Linked DNA regions of Zea mays: regions 1 and 3 are each linked to region 2. The links are chromatin contacts, called in public Hi-C maps. All regions are on one chromosome and are shown on one strand. The core of a region is the stretch at or near the end of the contact, and the rest is flanking DNA. Distances in the headings are between cores, read along the strand shown. Region 1 holds the start of LOC103652735 (kinesin-like protein KIN-14O). Region 2 holds the start of LOC103655026 (CASP-like protein 1U4). Region 3 holds the start of LOC100279529.

Region 1 (3,485 bases), core at 491-2,990, 150 kb after region 2:
AGTGGTGAGAAAAGGAGTTTTCTTTCACCGGGGCGGCAGCAAACTGATGAATTGAGCACAGCTGCGACTCTCTGCCTGAACCAGCACTTGGATCGTGAACTGTATAACCACTGACTAAACCTCGGCAACGAAGGCGACGCACCATCTGCAAACGCATGGAGAAGTGCCTGTATTTTTTTTTTTTTTGTGGTGTGCAGTGCAGCTGCAGCTGGGATCTATGGACAGGATAAGGGTGGTTAATAATGTTTAATTAGTCGTGGAACAGTTTGGTGCACATCTTTAGGGGCCGTTCGTTTTTTTCCCGAAATGGAGGCATTGAACAATTTCTAACTGGTATGCTTATTTAATTTATATAAGTTTTCATCAGTCAAAACGATTTCTGGTCTATTTCTGGACAAACGAACAGAGTCTTAATCAGTTCAGACCTTGTTGTTACTCTATGTGATGAGGAGGACAACGCAGCGACCTAGCTTCCAGGTGCCGGTTGCTTGTGCCTGCAGTGTTTACTGTTTGGGATTGGGACCGGGATGGCTTGCTGGTATCAGGCAACGGCTAGCTGGGCAGCCACATGAGGACTTGTTCGGTTAATCCCGTTACCCATGGATTGGATGAGATTGGAAAAAATTAAGAAAGAGTTTGACTTAGTTGGGATTTAAACCCACCCAATCTCACTCAATCCATGTGGATTGAGAGCTAACCGAACAAGCCCTGAATGGACAGGACGAGTTCTCCCTCCAGATATAGGCGTTTCAATCACATTCATCAGACTCGTCCGTCAGGGTAAGAGGTAACTACTTGTTTTCTCGAGAAATTGAAGGAGGAGGCTGAGGGCGAAGAGAGGAACTTCTTCCGTGCCATCCCCCCCACTGTTTTGTCATGCGAAAAATGCGGCTTCGTGTGACGCATTTGCATTCATCATGGAGGAGGAGTTGTCATAGGATGGATGCTGTTGTTGTCGGGCTGCTAGCCTTGGGTGACAGTAATTTGGATGGATGTAAGGGTTAATATACTAGCATGTTCCTTTATTTAGGTGGCGTTCGGTTTCGAAGCCAGCTAGAATAGAGCAGCGGCTCTTTTTGTACTAGGAGCGGGCTTCGTAAGGAAGATTTTGAAAGAAAAAACGGATAGAGATTGTGCACAAAGGCACACGCTTCATTATTACTATTATTATTATTATTATTATTATTATTATTATTATTATTATTATTATTATTATTATTATTATTATTATTATTATTATTATTATTATAAAAATGCGCCGCTGTGTGCGTGTGTGTGTGTGTGGAGCAGACCATCAACCTTGTTCCGCTCAGTTGGTGGTGACCGTTAGTTTCGGTCAGCAGATTAATGAGAAATGCTGCTTCTGGACCTTGCCAACAAGCAAGCAAAAGCACAAACCGAGCCGGAGCAGACAGCAGAGCAAATTGCGGCTCGACAGAACTTTTGGCGAAAGCTTTCCACCACAGATGATCCGGCCCCGGCCCTCCCCCTCTGGTTTTCTACGGGTGAACGAACGGTGGTGGGGGCTGCCAGCCCGGGTCTGGATCTTCTAAATCCAGCAGTCCAGGCAACCCAACTGTTTTGCTAATATAGGGCGTGTTTGGTGTGACGCCTAAGCCGCCACACTGCGCCACACTTTTCAGCCACAAGTGTGGCGCCCAATTTAGCTGCCACACTTGTGGCTGAAAAGTGTGGCACGGTGTGGTGACTTAGGCGCCACACCAAACACGCCCATAGTTTTTCTGCCCGCAGTGGCGGTGTGGGACAGCCTGCCATTGCCAAGCACCGCTCACCGGTTCTCACGCCGTAGGTAGGTAGGGGTCGATCCCAACTCCTTCCTTCCCCTTTGCTGCTGCTTTAATTCCTTGCGCGAAGATCCCTCTTCTTCTTCTTCGTTTACAGCCGTTCTTTGCTCTAACCTCTGGACTTTAGCCGCTCCCACACGGCCTCCATCTTTCGGCATCGAGAGATCCAATAACATCAGGACCAAGAAAGTAAAAAGACGCAATCATTAGGAACTACTTTCTCTCCGTTTCTTTTTAATTGTCGCTGGATAGTTCAATTTTGCACTATCCAGCGACAAATAAAACGAAACGCTACTTATCTGCATTGCGCAGATTCTCTGCTAGCTAGGCTGTTGGCTCGCTCCTTCAATTCTCCTCTCCTCTCCTTCCGCACTCCACCCCCTCCTCCGTAGTAGTAGCAGCATAGCATCTGGTGGTGTGGTGGTCAAGGTTCAAGAACAAATTCAGCTGGAGGCCGGCGGAGATTATTTTATTCATTCCCCTCCGAGGTAGTACCATCGCAGATTCTCTTCTCGTTCGCGCTTCTTTCGTTCCCGACGACGCAGACCATTTTCTTTTTTCCTTTGGCTCTGCAGAGGCTGCATCGAAAAGGGGAGATCAAGGATCCCCGGAGGCTTGTAGCCGCAACAACCACAAGGTATTCCGGGAGAAGTTCGTTACTGTTCTTTCCAGGCCAGCCAGCCAGCCAGCCGTGTGGTGTGGTGTGCGAGCGGAAGGAAGCGCAGCGCAGGCGAACCACGGAAAGTGCGGGAGGAATAGATTCATTCTGCGCCGTCCACTCTTTTCTTTTCTTGGCCTCATGAGCTGTTTCAGATTCCGTCCGCCGCCCACACCGGCCACACGACGGAGTCATGCTGGCAGCAGTTGCCTCTTGTTCTCCTTTTTTTTTCTTCTTCAGCTCCGTTGGGAGGGAACTGAGAAATGAAACTGCGCGGCAGGGAGGCGGAGGGCGAGAGGCTTCTTCTCTGACCAGCGACCGGCTCGCCGTCCAGAGAAGAAGAAGAAGAAGAGGAGGAGGAGGAGGAAGAAGAAGAAGAAGCGCTCTTGGGCTCCGTCGTCGCATGAAGAAGGAAACCATGGAGGGGCATGTGCCATTGCCATTGCCATTGCTCCCGGACGGAGAAACTGCGGTGGGCTACAGCAAGGACGACGCCTCCTCGCCTCTGCAAGGTTGGAACTGTTTGAAAGACCAGGTCGTCGTTGCAGTTCTTCCACCTGTTGTTATTGTTACTCGCCTGTGAATTAACCTTGCGACGACGACGACACGACAACACCTGCCTGACGGAACGGAACTATCTCTCAATCTCAACCCCCGCCCACACTGCACGTCTTTGTGTTCCAGAGGAGATTTCGAGCCTGCGGTCAAGGCAGCGGCGTGTTGACAGGAGACGGCGGGAGGCGCTCGACAGGCTCGTTGAACTGAAAGGTACTAACTAGCCTACCACGTACGGCCTTCAGCCCTTGACACACAGCTGTTGTTAGCTTTGCTACTGTTTGGATTTCCCGCCGGTCTGTCTGTCTCTGAGCTCCAGAGCTTTGGGTTTGGGGGCACCGTGTGTGCAGGAAGCGTTAGGGTCTTCTGCCGGGTCCGGCCGCTGGCTCACACGAACAGCTTGCATGCCCAGTCATCACCTGTTACCGTCGAGCAGGAGAGGATCACGGTCAAGGCAGCCGGGATCA
Region 2 (3,499 bases), core at 458-2,957:
TAAACGCCACTAAAAATATGTTTACGATCGCCAGTATAGAACTTCTCTGTACTAGTGTGAGATGGTTTGCCGGCTCTCTCTCTTATTTTACGATGATCATCAGCAACAGAATTGCAATGTTCTTTCTTTGGCGTCGTCGGCAGGCAGCAAGCTCGGAGGCCGTCGAGCAAGAAACTTCACGGATTCCGCTGCGGCGGGCCGGCGAGCCGGCAGAGGTGGCGTCCGTGGTGTCGTTTCTGTGCATGCCGGCGGCCGCCTACGTCACCGGCCAAGTCATCTACGTTGACGGTGGCCGAACCATAAGAGCTTGACGATGACCAGCATCATCATCATCTACGTCTACGTGGAATCTAACAAACGCACTCCATCCACAAACCTAGCTACAGTGGCCCGGGATTTCACATATATGTAGCCACACACATGCATGACACATGTGTGTGTGATAAATAAAAGAATTCTTTATGCGTGCATATCACCAACGACAAAAGTAAATAACAAGCAGGAAAGAAAAAATAAATAAAACCATGGAGAAATCTTGTTTCATGCGCACAGGCTTGGGCCGGGGCAAAAAACCCGTAACCCGAAGCCGAAATACTTGAACCTGAACCCGAAATACCCAAAATCCGAATTTTGTTCGGGAATTTCGGGTAGCAACTTGCAAAACCCCGAATTTATTTCGGGTAATTCGGGTATCACAATCGGGTATCCGAACTACCCGAATTACCCAAACTTTCAGTGTCATGTACTCATGTCATGTTTAATTATTAATTTATAAATCTATAATTATGTGTAAGCGTGCATAACTTGTGATTGTAGATTGCTTGTGTTTTATATGTCCATGTATATCATTATTCAAACTATATTTTTATACTAATTTAATAGGATGCATGTGTTTTTTTGAAGCCAACACAGCAGTTCAGGTAGTTCGGGAATACCCGAACCCGAAATTTCGGGTACTCGAATTTTCGGGTATTGTAAAACCCGTTGTAATTTCGGGTATCGATTCTCAAAACCCGAAATTTTAAATACCCGAATTACCCGACCCGAATTTTTCGGGTAACCCGAACGCCCACCCCGCTTGTTAGCATGGTGTGCAAGTCATGTACTACTACGTTTAATCCTTCGATAATTGACAGCCTTTAATTATGAGGGTAGAAAATGCAATAATTAAGGATAAAACTACAAATTTACCATGTGTGTCAGTGTGTGGTGGTGCATGCAAACAGGGGGTTGCGAGCAGTCGAGCACAAACATACTTTATAGTTGATACTCTCCACCAAATCGAGTCACGATGACATTTATTTACTATATTAAAGCACCCGTTTCAACGATCGTCCCACGTCAATATTTTTTTAAAAAAAACCCTACATTTTTTTAGAATCAATCCATACTCCTACAATCTCTTCTCTACTATTATAATAAAGAAATTTATGTAAAAATAAGATAAAATTATGTATAAATGAGTGTTTGAACCTTGATTATTGGCTCCATATTCACATCCACCTAATCAATAGAAAACATATATTTTGTGTTTTATTAAAATAAAATATAACCTATGTTATATATAAAAACATAGCAATGCACGGGCATATGACTAGTACTAGTTAAACATGAGTACCGACCAACTGCAGGGGTTAAAATCTAGCTAAAACCATAAGTTAAATTATCACCGCTACTGTAAAACAAAAGCAACAAAGATAAGTTTTTTTTTGTTCGTTGGGAGAAATAAAAGAATTCGGCCCATAGCAACTTCAATGGGCGAGCATGCGGGGGCCTACTAACAAGAGGCATGGCGCATGGGCCGGTGGTCCTCAACTTGGGCCTACATAGTATATCTGCATAAGAAAAAAAACAAATACTTCTAATCGATATGAGAAGTCAAAGACTGTATTTTGGCATTTATATTACGACTTTTTAAATTTGTACCCTTAGTTTTGCCACATTTCTAATTTTTACCTTTAGTAATGTTTTTTTCTCAATTTTTCCCTTCTGCTTTATAGCACTAGAAGACCAAAACTGACCAAAAAAATATGATTAAGGATAAAAATGAGGACACCAGCAAAACTGAGGCCACCAGCTTAATACAACCTTTAGTTTGCTTGAATTTCATACATTTTCGAGTGTGTGTCCAAAAGTAGAGCTAGAGACCGTAATCGAGCTGCCAATGACTTGGCACAGCTAGCTAGCTAGGCCATATATATGAGTGTACATGTTGAAGGGGAAGAGATCATCATCTCAACCTCCATCCAGAGTCATGTTGGTGATGGTTTGGTAGCAGCTATAGCTGAGCAATGCAAATTATAGGTTAGTAAAGAAGAAGAAAAACAATGAGCAACGTTCGTAACTACTTGAAGGCAGTGAGATTAGATGCCTTCCCTTCTTCCCAAATCCCAACAGGGAGAGATATAAGAAACTCTTACGAACTGGTCAGCCGCAATAATAGCTAGGTAGTAGGTGCATCTTCCAGTCAGGCTAGCTGTTTCTTTACCATCTACTCTCGACAGTCGCCAGCCACTTGTATGTACGTTGCCATACCATGCATGTGCACATCCTCTCTCTCTATATATAAAAGATGAACTAGTAGTAGTAGCAAGAGAAATAAAACAAAGATTAGATGCCTATGATTTATGTTTCCATCCAACTAAAGCTTAGTCCATGTCACATTAAATGTTGGAAGGACACTTACGGGTATTAAATATAGTCTAATTAAAAAATTAATTACACGTACGTAGAATTGTAGACTAAAAGACGGGACGGATTTATTAAACTTAATTAAATATATATTTAATATTTATAATTGATATTTAAACATGTAATGTGACACGAACTAAATTTTAGTCAAAATAACCAAACGCCTTATTAATAACTCCCATGTATAAATACATACATGCATGCATAAGTGGTAAATGAAACCAGCGCCTCAGCTCACACCTCACAGTCCTTAGCTGATAGAGCTTACCCTGCCGCGTGGAAGCCTCAAACTCGAGAGAGAGAGAGACCATGTGCGAGGAGAAGAAGTCAGGGGGCGGCAGCGCCAATAAGTGGCGGCACCCTGTGAGCCTCGTCTTCCGTATCGCCGGCATCGCGATGGCCGTGGCGGCGGCAGCGGTCATGGCGGCGGCGAGCCAGTGCACGGTCTACGCCGACTACGACTACGGCGCGCGCCCGAGCACCGTCACGTACAGCGACTTCCCTGCCTTCGTGTACGTCCACCAGACCTCTATCTAAAAGTCCATTGACACGCAACGCAAGTACCTTTTACCTGCACAGACAACACTTCTGAAAACGACCGTGTGCTGCATATGCGGCTGTGCTGTAATGTGATGTGACACGCATCATGCATGCAGGTACCTGGTGGCGGCGACCTCCATCGCGGCGCCACTGGAGGCGGTGGCGCTGTTCCTCAGCGTTAGCAAGAAGGGCAAGAAGGGCCTCCTCAGGGTGCTCATGCCGCTCCTCGGCGCCGCCGCGCCGGCGCTGCTCTACTCGTCTGCCGGCG
Region 3 (3,272 bases), core at 55-2,554, 140 kb before region 2:
AGTAATCTCCAGAAAACTTATTTCTAGGTTTACAGAGAGACTTATTTCTAGGTTTACAGAGACTTTTAACAGCTCCTGGGCATATGGGGGCTCACTGAAACAAATCTTGTTAGAAAACGCCAACGGACATTTCCCCCCTTTTTCTTCTGACAGAGAAAAGGCGCCAGCTTTTTGGCCGCATAAACCCCCTAAACCTTGTGAGTAGTAGTAGTAGTAGGGCGAAGAACAACCACGAACAAACTAAACTAAACTAAACTAAACTCAACCATCGCGGCTCGCTCGCCTTTTCCATCATCAAAATGGTAGAAATAAAGATGTACGGGCGAGAGGGACTGGAATCTGACCTGCCCAGCTTCATCCGGCGCCGAGAGAACCCGAACATCTTGGGCATTGCGGCTCGGCGTCTGTCGAGCTCCCCGGTAGCGCTCGCCCCCTTCTGGAAACGGAGGCGGAGGAGGAGGAGGAGGAGGAGGAGGCTGGTATCCGAGCCTGAACCCTACTGCCGCAACCGCAATCCCGCCGCCCACCACCACCCTGTCACCTGTGCTGTGAGTGACTAGCTCACCTGCAAACAGCAAACATGGAGACGCCAAGAAACAAACCGCATAAAAAAAGAAGAAGAAGAAGAAGAATCCGGGTCAGTGGAGGAGGAGCGGTTGGGATCGTTCCCGAGAAACCATGTCGATTTGCTTCAAAAAAAAGTTGCTTCAAAAAAAGAAACCATGTCGAAGGAGGGTGGGAAAGGACAAAATTTTCCTTTTAAAAAAAACGAAAAGGTCGCTGCCAGCCTTTGGGGACTTGGGGCGAGCGAGAACAGCAAGACGTCGAAACCGTCGCAGATACTGATAAGGGCAGGCCCCGGGGAACCAGTACACGGAGCAACGACGAGAAGAAATCAAGGGACATGTATAGTATGCTCTCGCTAGCATTGGAGAGAAAAGGAAACGCGCCCGATAAAAAATGTTCTTTTTTTTTTGTTCTGAAGAAGTTCCGTTGCCATTGCCAAGAATGCCAGGCACATCAGACAGAGTAAAAGCACTCACAAACGCGCACGCAAGCAGAGTAAAAACCGTCGGTCAAGTGAAATCGAGCGCAGAGCGCGTACTCACTTGTTGGATCTTGGATCGGAGCAAGAGAGATAGATGAGCAGCCAGGATGAACACGCACGGGCAGGGGGCAGCTAGCTCCGGCCTCCGGCGTGAGCTTTACACTGACAGTGAGTGTGGGAGGTCGAGGAGCGTGAGCGCAGCAGCGGTGGAGGAGGGACTGTAGCTGAGGAGGAGCGTGGCGTGGGTCGGCCTCGCGGCCAGTGGCAGATTGACTTGTCCCGGACCTCCGTGCGGGGGGAGGGGCCGAGGGGGAGAAAAGCCTCCGGTGTAGTGTGGTGTAGCTGGTGGCGGAGCCTGCACTGCAGCCTGCAGGCGGCGTGAAAAGTGTTTGCAGGCGTTGTTTTTCGTGTGGTAGATAGTGATACTGTTGGTGCAGTGCATGGCATGCATGAAGGCATGGCAAAGGCGATTCACTTTACTGTTGCCCATGAGTCTCATGTTAACGCAATGAAATTGCGTGTGTGTGTGTGTGTGTGTGTGTTCGGACAGTGAGTGAGTGCCCTGCCTGCCCTCGATGAGAGTGAGAGGAGATTAGTACGTACTAGTGCTGAGCAAAATCTATGTCCAGACTTGAGACCAGACCAGGCATCTATCTATCTATCTGCTTGTTCCAAGGCGCCATTATGAGGTTTTCCCCTTGAAACACGCGCATGTGGAGCCTCATTTTATTTTTACGTACGTACTGCTCCGGCGGCAGCAGCAGCCGCTGTGGCTGCCAGTCTCAGTCTGAGACATGGGAAAGCCTGCCCCGCCCCCCAGGTCGCGGTCACAGCGTTGAGCCTGACGTTGTGGGCCTGCCAAGTTTAGGAAAAGTCGCTATCTCCAATCATAATGGCCTGTGCAGTAATAGTAATAGTAATAGTAATAGTAATAGTAGTAGTAATAATAATAGTAATACTACGATCACTTAACTTTTGGCACTAAAAGCTGTTGTGGATTGACAAACATTTAACTTTTCCAGCTGCTTTCATGAGAATCACTCTGACAAAAAACTGTTTAAAATCAGCGTGGACATACAATCGACCAAGCCTTCGTTATAATAGGGATCCTCCACTTTCTAAATCTTAAACCGTATAAACCTCGTCACCTTCCTCCCCACCTCATCCCCACGACACTCAGATTCTTGCCGCATTCAGATTTTCAGAAAAGATGGTCAGAGAAAAAGTTTAAACCACTGTTTTTTTTTTCTTTCTGGTCGTCTGACCGTAAAGTTTAAATAGAAGATAGCAGGATGGAAGAGCTGCGGGAGACCCAAGCCTTTTACGGCGAAGAAAGTACTAGTATACCACAAAATTATTCTACTCGTGTATTTCACTTCGTTTCATGTTTATTTGCAAGGAATAGGATAGATCTTGGAGCATACTATACTATACTAGCAGCATCTGCCACTGTGGGCAGCGAGCAAGTAGCCGACAGCCGCATTAAATCCCGTCGGGCCGTTCACCATGTCAGGACCTGTACGCCTGTACCATAAAAAAAATCATACTACTCGCATGCATACGGGATCTTCTGTGCCAGCGCGAAAAAAAATAACAGTAGTATATTCTAGCCACTCTGCTTACATATGAATGATGCGGATGATTAAGTTTATCATATATTAGATAAATCATAGTACAAGTGTATCATATATAAATATAATCTATATATAAAACCATAGCTCAATCGATCCATGCATGAACGATGATTAAGTTTAGGTATAAATACATCTCAAATATAGTAGTATTCATTTCCAAGGATCCAAATGGGGCTCAAGGGTTTTATTTCATCTAATAAGACGGTTTGTCTAACACCTTATCCATATAGTTACTTAAAATACTAGTTTATACTAAAGACTATACTATTTGTAGAGTGGACAGGGACGGACCCACGTTGAAAGGAGGCACTCACTCAATTTTTAGGTTTCAGTAGACTTTTTATGTTATTTAGTGTAGTTATAGAGCTTTATTGGTTTATATACCTTCACTTAAGTCTCACTCGAACTTAGGCCTCCACTCCGAATTTAGGCTGGATCCGCCTCCGAGAATGGAGTTTGAATATATAGATGAGGATCTCGTGTTAAAGTGATAACGTGGGTGCCTCTAGAGCTCTAAAAAAAAAGATTCGGTGGAACGCTAGAGCTCTAGCGATCGAGGTAAAACGGGATGGAGTTATGAAAGTCGATCG

Evidence for each region. Hi-C and Micro-C count contacts between places; a contact is called where the count stands out from the background.
Region 1: a Hi-C map of ear shows a contact between it and region 2, with 8 times the contacts expected there. The contact joins the promoter of LOC103652735 here to the promoter of LOC103655026 in region 2. A contact is called at or near these places in 14 of 25 Hi-C or Micro-C datasets (bundle sheath, ear, endosperm and 6 more) and 1 of 3 datasets of contacts at active chromatin or transcription factors (leaf).
Region 3: a Hi-C map of tassel shows a contact between it and region 2, with 2.6 times the contacts expected there. The contact joins the promoter of LOC100279529 here to the promoter of LOC103655026 in region 2. A contact is called at or near these places in 2 of 25 Hi-C or Micro-C datasets (leaf and tassel).

Annotation. Positions count from the first base shown.
Region 1 is chr4:4,719,792-4,723,276 of Zm-B73-REFERENCE-NAM-5.0, forward strand. LOC103652735 (kinesin-like protein KIN-14O) reads left to right here and starts at 1,741. Exons shown (of 12, transcript XM_020552423.3): 1 at 1,741-2,293; 2 at 2,381-2,442; 3 at 2,744-2,975; 4 at 3,148-3,231; 5 at 3,369-3,485. The coding sequence starts at 2,867.
Region 2 is chr4:4,572,181-4,575,679 of Zm-B73-REFERENCE-NAM-5.0, forward strand. It overlaps LOC103655026 (CASP-like protein 1U4), which reads left to right and starts at 1,708. Exons shown (of 2, transcript XM_008681845.3): 1 at 1,708-3,203; 2 at 3,348-3,499. The coding sequence starts at 3,001. LOC100281855 (tropinone reductase 2) reads left to right here. Exons shown (of 4, transcript NM_001369249.1): 4 at 144-465. The coding sequence ends at 311.
Region 3 is chr4:4,434,432-4,437,703 of Zm-B73-REFERENCE-NAM-5.0, forward strand. It overlaps LOC100279529, which reads right to left and starts at 1,305. Exons shown (of 16, transcript NM_001152527.2): 1 at 1,168-1,305; 2 at 345-565. The coding sequence starts at 391.